Linked DNA regions of Sus scrofa: regions 2, 3 and 4 are each linked to region 1. The links are chromatin contacts, called in public Hi-C and HiChIP or PLAC-seq maps. All regions are on one chromosome and are shown on one strand. The core of a region is the stretch at or near the end of the contact, and the rest is flanking DNA. Distances in the headings are between cores, read along the strand shown. Region 1 overlaps CWC27 (CWC27 spliceosome associated protein homolog). Region 2 overlaps ADAMTS6 (A disintegrin and metalloproteinase with thrombospondin motifs 6). Region 3 has its middle 320 kb from the start of ADAMTS6. Region 4 overlaps LOC110257245 (a long non-coding RNA gene).

Region 1 (2,692 bases), core at 117-2,616:
ACAAAATTTCAGAGGTCTACACTGCAACAAAAAGGCTGTATATAAAGGTCCCATGTACTCCAAGTGAATATTCAAGGTGTTTTAATTAATGTTAGATTAGACAAATACAAAAAATGTGCAGGTACACGGTCTAGAGTTCTGACTTTCTGGTTAGGAGACTACAACCGAAAGCAGAAGGAACCCCTTGACGACCTGGTAATGGCTCTTTCACCTTATTTCCCCTTCCCTTGTTTTCCCCAGATGGGGAAACTAGACAAGATCACTGACCAGTGACTTTTTTCCCCTGCTGAGAAGTTTCCCATTTGTTTAACTTTCTAATGACATTAGAACATTGATTGTATCATGAAATCACATCAAAAACAGAATGACACTTTTAAAAACACTAATTGATATCCACTGCTAATGAGGAATTCAAAATGAGAGAATACTGAACCAAGGGGCTAGGAAGAACCTTGGGAAGTTAAATGGTCTTGCCAAGTTAAGAGTAAACTTGAATCCTGTGGGTTATGAGTTTCAAATGAAACTTCTGGGTTTAAATTTGTTGGTGACTTTCCTGTTCAATAAAAAAGGACTTAAATGGCTTATAAAAAGGTTAAAAAAACTTATTGGGCATCAAACTGCTCTTACAAAACACCATCTTGATGAGTTAAGTGTAAATGAATCAGAAACACATGGATCATATTTCCTTAAAAAATGCATATGGATTCAAAAATAAGGGAAGAGGACTTGGCAAAACATTTTTGTGTGTGTGTGTGGTGGCTGAACTCAAAACATTTGAAAGATATTTTGAGACATTCAAGGAATCCAAAATAAAACTGAACCTGTCCAGTCATATAAAAACAGAAAGTTCTTCTGTGCAGTGTGCATTTATCTCTATGGGCCATTCAACACTCACTGAGCCTTCACCTTTGGCAAAAAGCTATGGGAGGAGCCAGCTTCTGCCTGAAGCAACTTCAAGTATAAACACAGATACACATAAGCAACAGAAATCTATTAAAAGAGACCTAGGGTTTTTACAAAATCATAACCCAGATCATACAGAAATTATATATGGAGAAATACACAAGTACTTTCGAGGTCTTACGTAGGTAGGATTCATCCCATTCAAATCATCATCCCCCAGCCCCTTTGATTAAAATTATATATAGTTTCAATGTCTTATTTGCTTAAATGTTTGCTTAATAAGTGTTTTTATGTCTTTTTTAATGTGTGTTCCAGCCCTCTTTCCTCCACCCTCTAGATTTGTGAGTGTTCAACAAATCTTGCTGACTGGTTTCCTGGAGGATGGGAGTGTTAAACAGAGTTTTGAAATAGGGGCGAGATGCTGTTTGGCAGAGAGAAGTGAGGCTATGATTCTGGGTTGGGGTAATGGCACATGTGACAGTTCAGAGGCTCCAGAGGGTGAGTCATGTGTGGGGGGTGACCCACTGGCTTGCTTGCAGCAATGTGCCTGAGCCAGGGTGTAGTGGGAGGTGGAGGCAGTTAGGTGTGGGGAGGCCTAATATACTACATGTGAAGTCAATTGGAGGACAGAGGAGTGTGATAAGACAAAAGCACATTCTTAGTTTTTTTTTTTTTCTTTTTCTTTTTCTTCCCTTTTTGCCAGTATAGGATAAAGTGCTAAGCACAGGACACATACAAGTCATTAATCCCTTTATTTCTTATCAGCGTCTTAAAAAGTTGAAAAATATCCAAAGATAAAAATAAGTTGACTATGTATGTATTGCTGTAGGTTAACTATGTAGGATCCTGTAGGTCATAAATCTAAAGAGGAACCTAGTATAATTATGAAACAGATTAGCGAGTTCTAAAATGTTTGTGGGAAAGTACAAATAATGATTTAGAATCTTTCTTTCTTTTTTTTGGCTGCCCCGTGGCATATGGAGTTCCCCAGGCCAGGGATCAGATCAGAGCTGTAGTTGTGACCTAAGCTGTGTCGACGCTGGATCCTTAACCAGCTGTGCTGTGCTTGGGATCAAACCTTCGTCCAGCACTCTCAAGATGCTGACAATCTTGTGGTGCCACAGTGGGAACTCCTGATTCAGAATCTTTTAAGGCTGTTTTCTAGCTATTTAAAGAGAGCTTTATCTTTTCTACAGTAATAGAAATATTAGAAAGTCATTTAGGGTGGGGATAGTGTCATATGTTTCCTGTGTATTTTCCACTGGGTAGCACAATAGTGGAAATACACCAAGCTCTCAATAAATGCTTACTCAACTGAAATGAAGTGAAAGGGAGCTGAGGCCCTATAATGATGAGTGTATAGCTGAAGGTAAATTCTAAAGAAAAAAAAAAAAAAGGAAGAGGATATAGTAGAAATGTCCTAATAGTATCTCCACTCTGAACCCATTTGCTTGTGGTTAATATCAAGAAATCAAAGGCCTTACCATCCTTCATCATCTTCTACTTCAGTTTCAGAAATGTCATTTTCAGGAGTTTCAGCAATTGCTTGAGTGAGTTTAGATTTAAACTGGTTCAGCAATGCAAGGGTCTGAAATAACAAATGGATTACTAAGTTTTCTGATAAGGACAAATATAATTTCAGAAGAGACACTTACATTTGGTAGAAAAGAAAATACCCTACCAGGATGTAAAACACTTAAATTTTTAATTTTAAATGAAAGTAACAAAACCACCTTCAAACTGCAGCAGTGATTGACAGTCACAAACCTTGACACTGCCCTGTTTGCAT
Region 2 (2,692 bases), core at 144-2,643, 220 kb before region 1:
ATATGAAATATCTGAGTGTATTATTCTTTTCTATAACACTTGTATTGAGAAACCACATTAGAGGACTGATTTCTTATGCTAGGGGATAAAACAAAAGAAAAACAGGGAGGGAGGAAAGCTCCTGGAAAGAGAATTTTCTCTTTGTTATTTGTACTTCTTTCTTCTCTTCTGGAGCTATTGATCCTAGATATTTGGAAGAGAGATGTACAGTGTTTGAAAGTGAGCAGGCATAGTGTGATGAGCTGTCATTTCTTGGTAAGTGGTTCTCAAAGTGTGGTCCCTGGACCAGCAGCATCAGTGTCACCTGAGAATTTATTAGAAATGCTTACTTTGGGGTCCTATCTCAAACCTACTGAGCAGAATCTCTCTGGGTAGGGCCCTGAAATCTGTGTTTTAACAAGCTGTCCAAGTGACTCTGATGCTCGCTCAAGTTTTGAGTACCACTGGTCCTGATTGAGAGAGAAACTTAAACCTAGCTCTAGACACGTAGAATCCATGTCGTCATCACTGAAGTTTATGTATCTCTCTAGACTCATTTTGCACCTAGAAAAATGTCTGGAATATATAGGAACTCAATAAATGTTTACAGATAAGTGAATGAGAAAAAAGAATTACTCATTTTGGCAATTATATATTTGTGTTATTCTTTCCAGGGAGGAAGATGAGAGTTTAGAATCGCTGCTTTTCTTATTAGGTGGAGCAAAGTGATTACCAAGGAAAGACAATGTAATTTTGATTAGCATAGCTAGTGAAATCAAGTTCCTCTCTTTTGTGTTCTTTACTTTGAATACTTTACTTCAACATATTCCCTAGGATATAGAGTACTAATACCAATTATTGGAATTAATCTTCCTACACATACCCCCACTTTTAACCCCAAGTTCTTTAACTATAGGAGGCAAATCCCTTAGGACTCAGGAATCTTAAAGAGAGAGCCAGAGTTATCTCAGTAATGTTAAATGGAACTTCAGCTACAGTTAAGGAGTCCTTTAGGGAAAGATCATTTCTTCTTAGTTTTCACTCGGGAACTAAGGATGAATACTATGATGAGTTCTTAATTGGGATACTCCACTCTCATCTTTCCAAGGTGGTGCTAGATATCTTGAGGCTACCAAAACTTTTTAAAATAGAAAAAGAGGAAAAGAAAGCTCTCAAAGAACTTTTAGTTGCCATCTCACAAGACTCCTCAATGTTCTTGCCTGTGCTATTGTGTATATGTCTTATTAATGGCAGTATCTTTGGACTTTGAGTTTGGGAATATGGATAGTTTTCTCATATGAGATCTTTTAAGATAAGAAATTTCGAGCCTGTTTTTCTGTTGCTTAGCAGACCCAATGACAAATCTAAGGCTACAGGAAGCATTGCTGTGATTCAGTCCAAGAAATGGTCTTTTCTCTGAGTCAGTGATGACACACTTCCTTAGACTAAATAAGAACATTGAGATGCTGTAGGGTGTTGTCTTCAGGATAAATGTGATTTTTAAGATACAGTTGTGACTCTTTCTCTGAAAGAAACCTGAGCCCAGTGAAGTAAAACTTGACTATTTTCTGAACCATTGTTACTCCTACTAGAATTTTGTTTCTTTATTCCTTATCCAAACTATTGTACACTCTGCAATTAATGTGACTCCCAAATTTATATGCCACTATTGTATTCATGATTAATGTGTTAAATAATAATGCTTGGCTGGGTAGTGAGAATTGTATTATTTTAAAATATGAAGCTTTAGGAGTATTCTTTAGTAGTAATTCATGCTTATATGCCTTTGCACTGTGACTTTTTAAGTTTTAAATAATAATGTTTATTCATCCTTTGATTTTAATTTTATATACTCTTTTTTTTGTTAGATGTGTGGTTTTCAAGTTTTAGCCTGAATCAGAATCACTTGGAGAGCTTGTTCAAATAAGATTGCTAGGTTCTGCCTCCAGTTTCTGATTTGGTAAATTTGGGGCAGACTCCAAAAATTTGCATTTCTATCAAATTTCCCAGGATGCTGGTGACAGTGGTTCAGAAACCATACTTCAAAAATATTGGGTTAAACATTTAGATTTCATAAAGTAAATGTCTATTAAAACAAGAGACAAATCTTTTAGGTAATAATCCATATTTTAGTTGTAAGCACATTGAACTAGTCTTTTTAATGATAAATGTATCTATTTCAGCTATATAATTACAAGTAAAATTTTACAGTTTATGAAACATTTTTTAATGCCATTTTTAAATAACTCTGGATCCTGTTTCATTTGCTCATTTTCAATACCATCATAAGATAGGCATTTCTATTGTTATTTCCATTTTGCAGATAAAACTCACGTGAAGTAACTTGCTGAAATCAAAACTGAGAAGTCTTGGGGGGGTGGTTAATGGCCGCATCTGTGGCATATGCAAGTTCCCAGGCTATGGGTCATATTGGAGCTGCAGCGGCAGGCCTGTGCCACAGCCACAGCAATACTGGATCAGGGCCACATCAGCACCTTGTGCCGCAGCTTCTGGCAACACCTGATCCTTAACCCACTGAGTGAGGCCAGTGCAATTAAACCCACATCCTCACGGAGACTATGTTGGGTCCTTAACCTGCAGAGCCACAGTGGAATGTCCAATTGATTCTTTTTATTGCTATTACATTTTTTTCTTTTTATGGCCACACCTATAGCATATGGAAGTTCCCTGGCTAGGGGTCAAGCTGGAGCTT
Region 3 (2,692 bases), core at 118-2,617, 160 kb before region 1:
TTCAGAAAAGAAGGTGAGTCAACAAAATCCTAAAAATTCTCACTAATATTCTCAAACATGGGAAGAAGCAGTTCGAGGGACTGAGTAAGTGGCTCTGGGAAAAACAGAGATAAGTTATCAAGAGCACAAGTCTCTGCTTACCAGAACCTCAGAGATAAGAAAGGCTGCAATATATGAGAACCAATATGGGCATTCCTCAAAAAAAATTAAACATAGAACTATATGTTTTCTAGCAGATTCACATCTGGGTTATATACCCCAAAGAACTGAAAGCAGAAACTCAAGATGTTTATACACCCATGTTCAACCTAAGTGTCAATTAACAGAAAAACAAAATGTGATACATACATACAAAGGAATATTATCAACCTTAAAAAGGAAGGAAATTGTGACACCTGCTGCAACATGGGTGAGGCTTGAGGACATTATGCTCAGTGAAACAGGCCAGTCACAAGAAGACAAATACCATATGACTCTACTTGAATGAGGTACCTAGAAGGGTCAAATCCATACAGACAGAAAGTAGAAAGGTGGTTGTCAGGGAGGGAGAGTAAGAGTTTTAGTTGGAGAAAATGAAAAAGTTCTAGAGATGGGTGATGGTGATGGATGATGATGGATGATGGTGGTTGGCCCTTTCTTTTTGCTTTCTGCCATTAGATTGGCTTGTCCACTGGGCATTGCTTGGATGGTTTCTGATTTGGAGGGTCATTTGAGTACACTGGCAGCACACACCCACACCAAGAACAAGAAGAAAATGTTGACATATTAGCACAAATGATCCTGTTTCCCTACCTTCTCTTCTCTCTATAACCCTTTCCCCTTCTTCCCCCTAGTAGGGAGGATGCTTCCTGAAAACAGTACCCTAGATAGAATGATCTTCCCTGCCGCATGCCTGGCTGCCCAATCTTGTGAGCCTGGTCCTAGCTGAGGGTGACTATTCTGAAATTCCTTTGTGAAATCTGTCTTTCTCCAAATTTATCTAGAGAAATGAAAACAGCCCATCCCAATGAGCGCATGGGAAAATCCTGCCACTCTTGCCAGAGCATCAGAAGGGAAAGGCCATTGCTTCAGACAGACAGGGGTGTCCAAACCTGGAGTGGAGAGAATGTGCTTCACCATAGCCCCATCCCTCAACTTTCCTCCTCAGCTCATATAATTATACCTCCATTGTTCTTTGCTGTCTTCTTTCTTCCAGTATTCAGACTTTTTCTCCTCTTACTTGAGATGTGCAAGTTGCTAAATCCAGAGCAGATCCTTTCTTTCCCAATCTGACTCTACAGGAATTCTTGCCTGTTCCCTCAGTGTCTGCCCAAAATGGGTACAGTTATGAGAGCAGCTGCCGCCCACAAAAGTGCAGGCTGCTGTCCCCTGGGCTGCAGAGCAGACAGAGGGAATGAGAGAGGGTTTTTGCTGAAAAGGCCTGTGGCAGAAGCCTGTATGCACACACTTGCCAGACAGAAAATAGCCCAAGAGGATGACCTCAACTTATTCTTGATTGCTGCTAATTTCTAGTTGCTGTACTGAACACAGAGTTAGAAACAGTCTGTGCTTGGAGGGTTTGCAGTCTAAGCTGCCAGTAGTGTGCCCTGTGCATGAGGCTGGTCAATAAATATCATTTGATGAGCCAGAGGTCCTTCAGGGGAAGTGGGGGCGGGGGTGGACAAACTGGCTCCCTGAAGAGTTCACGCACTCAGTCCAAGAGGAGGGAAATGGGATTCCGCCAGAAATCAAAGCCTGGCCTGGTTGTGAAGTAGTAAAAAATGATAAATAATCATTCCTGTTTATGAGCAGGGAGCTTTTATGCCACAAGGCTCAGGTACTTCTGAACACAGCTCCTGCCACTGCGCAGTGGTCTCAGGAAGATTTGAGGAACAGCATCATCCCCATTTTTGAGAAGGAGAAGTTGAGTTATGGAGGTATGAATCAGCTTTTCTGTGGTCGTATGGTACAAATAGCCCCAGAGTTTGTTTCCTGCCTCCCAGCCAAGAGTGGCATTTTTCAGACCTCTTGCCTCCTTCTCAGGAGTCTTCTGATACAATGTCACCTGTCAAACATCCAAAACTTTCTACAGCACAACATGGTTTGGCTTTAAATTCAAGTTGGCAGCAGTTGGCTATGTGAAACGGAGAGCTTTCCTCAAAGGGGTAGCAATGAAAATGGCCCCAGGCGGTGTTCTCAGCTGGAGGAAAGCAGACAGACACCTCTGTTCTCCTGATGTGTGGTCTGCACAGGTGACAAACAGGACAGACCTCATCCCCCCCCACCCCAGTGCCCAGATCATCATCTGACATGCTGGATTACAGCTGGCAGAGAACAGACTCCACACCTGGCTGGCCCAGCTCAGACCTCTCTGAAAATGAGCACGTGGCTCCAAACCCCTGTAAGTGCCTCCATTCAGTGAGTCTGGGACAGTTTGAAATATCTTGAACCAACTCAAAACAGGGAGAAAACTAAATAGCTTCCCCACAGGCATGGCTGCCAAGTCGATCATCAACACAGAGAAAATCAATACTCTGAATTATCCTGAAGAAAAGAAATGGAAACCAACTAGTTTAACCAAAGAGGCAAGATCCTTAGTTCTTTAAAAAAATTCATCAAACACCGAAAAGGATAAAGTACAAAGCCAAGGGTTGCCAGTCGATGGAGACTTGGCATGTTGAGAATGGTGGACCAGCTGTCCGAGATGACAGGA
Region 4 (2,692 bases), core at 49-2,548, 130 kb before region 1:
CACCATCTCAGAGGTAGGCCTTCCCATCTGCCTCTTGGTGGGGCTCCTCTCTCCTGAATAGTGTGCACGGCTTTAGGGCAGTGAGTGGAAGACACTCATGGTGGTCCTGAGACCCTGATGTTCATCAGGGGGGCGGGCCACACAAGCCTTGCTCCTGAATTCTTAGCGCTCAAACAAATCAGCTACCTGCAAGAATCCAATTAATCAGACTCTGTGGTAGGAAGAGGTGAGAATAGAAAACTCAGATGTCTTCAAAGTATTAAGCAAAACAAATTGCCTATCTGTTTCTGTCTGTGGCATCAGGGGTCTGCTTTAAGCCAGGGGTTGGCAAGCTGTGACCTTCAGCCTACTTTTGTACAGTCCAAATCTAAAAATGATTGTTTATATTTTTAAAGCATTGTTAAAAAAAAAAAAAAAAGCCACTGAAAGCAAAGGAGATAGAGACTGCATGTGGCCCATGAAACCTAAAATATTTACTATCTGGCCTTCTACAGAAAAAATATCTAAGTTAGCAGGCTGAGATGATGAAAAAGTTCTCATTTCTCATTGCCATATCATTTCTCTTTGCCTTTCAAGTCCATCTGTCCCCTCTCCCCAGGAGAGGACTTTGGCTTTGACTCAAGGGACCAGATGAGACCCATGCGTAGCTGGGATTTCCTGCACCTCCTCCAGGAAGGCCTTACCATAGTCCAATGCTGCCTTACCTTGTGTTCAGTAGGTGAGTGGATGCAGAACCAAGGGCTTACAAAAAGTGAGATTGAACACAAATTAGAACAATCCCCTCTAACTCCCCAGACATGACAGGGTGTCCAGAGCAGTCCAACCTCTCAGAGAGCACACATGTTTATCAGATCTGCTGAGCCATTTGATACTTGGGTGTTTTTCTTCCAATACCTTTCTTTAAGAGCTGGCTTACCTCCAAGGTTTGGGGAAGATAAGATTCTGAATTAATTCCTAAAGTTTCTGGTTAGATAGAGACTGCCCTTCAATCCAGGTTCTTCCTCTTTGTTCTTTGATCTGAATCCCAGGAGAGTCTTGAGTGTTTCTCCTGCTGCTGCTTTGTCTGAATTTTGCCAGTCAGCTCTGTAGGTTGGTTTCCAGGGGTTGGTGTAGAGGGGAAGTGCCCCCTTTGTCTTGCTCTCTTTTTGGACCAGACTTTCTGTCCTTGAAGGAACACAACCCTCAAGGCTAATGTGCTCCCCCTGAGGTAGGTATTTCCCCACATAAGTGGACTGAGCAACAAGCCTAGGATTTAAACAAGCTCCAGGGTTGGCATCTGTCATCATTTCCTTGTGACTCTCATTTCCTCCACCCTTAGTCATCCTTACTCAGGCTCTCATTATCTCCCACTGAGACCAAGGTAGTGGCCTCTTAACTGGTGACTTGGCTCCAAAGCCAACTCAGGCTACTCTACATCTTGCTTCTCGGGAGCTGAAAACCTGACCATGTCACCAAAGGCCGGAAGCTTTCTTTTGGTTCCCCATCGCCTATAGAATAAAAGTTCAACTCTGTTGCAGCATTTTGAGATCTCCCTACTTTTTTAGTAGCTCTTCCTACTTCCTTACTTTTCCTTATTCTTCAACCATGGTTACTGAGAAGCATGTTGTTCCTTAAGCAGATTGTGTCACACACCCATGCCTGAAATTCCTGGTTTGCTTCACTAATAACTAATCATTTTCAAGTTGACAGGTCAAGGGTTGTATTAAGGATTGAATTGTGTCCCTCCCCTAAAAAGATGAAGTCCTAACCCTGAGTCCCTGTGAATGTGACCTTACTTGGAAATACAGTTTTTGTAGATGATCAAGTTAAGATGGGGTCACTAGAGTGAGCCTTAACCCGAAACAACTGGTGTCCTTATAAAAAGGGTACATTTGGAGGTATATAGACTTGTAGAGAGGAAAGACAACATGAAGACCCAGGGAGAACATCACATACAAGCCTAGGAATGACTGAGGCTGCCAGAAGCAAGGAGAGAGGCATGGAACTGATTCTCCTTCACAGCCCTCAGAAGCAACCAAGGCTTCTGACACTTTGATCTTGGATTTCTAGCCTCCAGAACTGTGAGAAAGTAAATCCTTTCTTTTTTTTTAATTGAAGTGTAGTTGATTTATAATATATATCATGTTTCAGGAGTAAAACACAGTGGTTTAGTTATACAGATATATTCTTTTTCAAATTCTTTTCCATTATAAGTTATTATAAAATAGAGTATAGTTTTCTATCCTGCAGAGTAGGTCTTTGTTGGTTATCTATTTTATATATATCCCAAACTCCTAATTTGCATTTCCTCCCACCAGTGTTTTCCCTTTGGTAATCATAAGTTTGTTTTCTATGTCTATGAATCTTTTTCCGTTTTGGACATAAGTTCATTTGCATCTTTTTTTTTTTAAGATTTCACATATAAGTGATATCATATGATGTTTGTCTTTCTCTGACTTACTTCACTTAGTGTGATAATCCCTAGGTCTATGCATGTTGCTGCAAGTGACATTTCATTCTTTTATGGCTGAGTAATATTCCATTTCATTCCTTTATGGCTGAGTAATATACCATATCTTCTTTATTCATTCATCTGTTGATGGACATTTAGGTCGCTCCCATGTCTTGGGTATTGTAAATAGTGCTTTGAATATTGGGGTGCATCTATCTTTTCAAATTAGAGTTTTTGTCTTTCCAGATCTATACCTAGGAG

Evidence for each region. Hi-C and Micro-C count contacts between places; a contact is called where the count stands out from the background. HiChIP or PLAC-seq counts read pairs in DNA pulled down with a chosen protein or histone mark.
Region 2: a Hi-C map of embryonic fibroblasts shows a contact between it and region 1, with 1.6 times the contacts expected there. The contact joins two enhancer-like sites. A contact is called at or near these places in 1 of 47 Hi-C or Micro-C datasets (embryonic fibroblasts) and 1 of 2 datasets of contacts at active chromatin or transcription factors (alveolar macrophages).
Region 3: a contact with region 1 is called in an H3K27ac HiChIP or PLAC-seq map of alveolar macrophages. The contact joins two enhancer-like sites.
Region 4: an H3K27ac HiChIP or PLAC-seq map of alveolar macrophages shows a contact between it and region 1. The contact joins two enhancer-like sites. A contact is called at or near these places in 1 of 47 Hi-C or Micro-C datasets (mesenteric adipose tissue) and 1 of 2 datasets of contacts at active chromatin or transcription factors (alveolar macrophages).

What each region holds. Positions count from the first base shown.
Region 1 is chr16:43,527,740-43,530,431 of Sscrofa11.1, reverse strand. It overlaps CWC27 (CWC27 spliceosome associated protein homolog), which reads right to left. Exons shown (of 14, transcript NM_001243923.1): 13 at 2,388-2,491. Among named protein-coding and RNA genes, the nearest start is that of CWC27, 180 kb to the right of the region's middle. Within about 2 kb of position 1,366, at least 17 of the 83 cell types and tissues checked have an H3K27ac peak or open chromatin away from gene starts, as enhancers often do. A contact at or near this core is called in alveolar macrophages and embryonic fibroblasts, where this site is marked.
Region 2 is chr16:43,752,047-43,754,738 of Sscrofa11.1, reverse strand. All of the region lies in intron 19 of ADAMTS6 (A disintegrin and metalloproteinase with thrombospondin motifs 6), which reads left to right. Among named protein-coding and RNA genes, the nearest start is that of ADAMTS6, 260 kb to the left of the region's middle. Within about 2 kb of position 1,393, at least 5 of the 83 cell types and tissues checked have an H3K27ac peak or open chromatin away from gene starts, as enhancers often do. A contact at or near this core is called in alveolar macrophages and embryonic fibroblasts, where this site is marked.
Region 3 is chr16:43,690,211-43,692,902 of Sscrofa11.1, reverse strand. No RefSeq gene overlaps it. Among named protein-coding and RNA genes, the nearest start is that of ADAMTS6, 320 kb to the left of the region's middle. Within about 2 kb of position 1,367, at least 9 of the 83 cell types and tissues checked have an H3K27ac peak or open chromatin away from gene starts, as enhancers often do. A contact at or near this core is called in alveolar macrophages, where this site is marked.
Region 4 is chr16:43,658,162-43,660,853 of Sscrofa11.1, reverse strand. All of the region lies in intron 2 of LOC110257245 (a long non-coding RNA gene), which reads left to right. Among named protein-coding and RNA genes, the nearest start is that of CWC27, 310 kb to the right of the region's middle. Within about 2 kb of position 1,298, at least 6 of the 83 cell types and tissues checked have an H3K27ac peak or open chromatin away from gene starts, as enhancers often do. A contact at or near this core is called in alveolar macrophages, where this site is marked.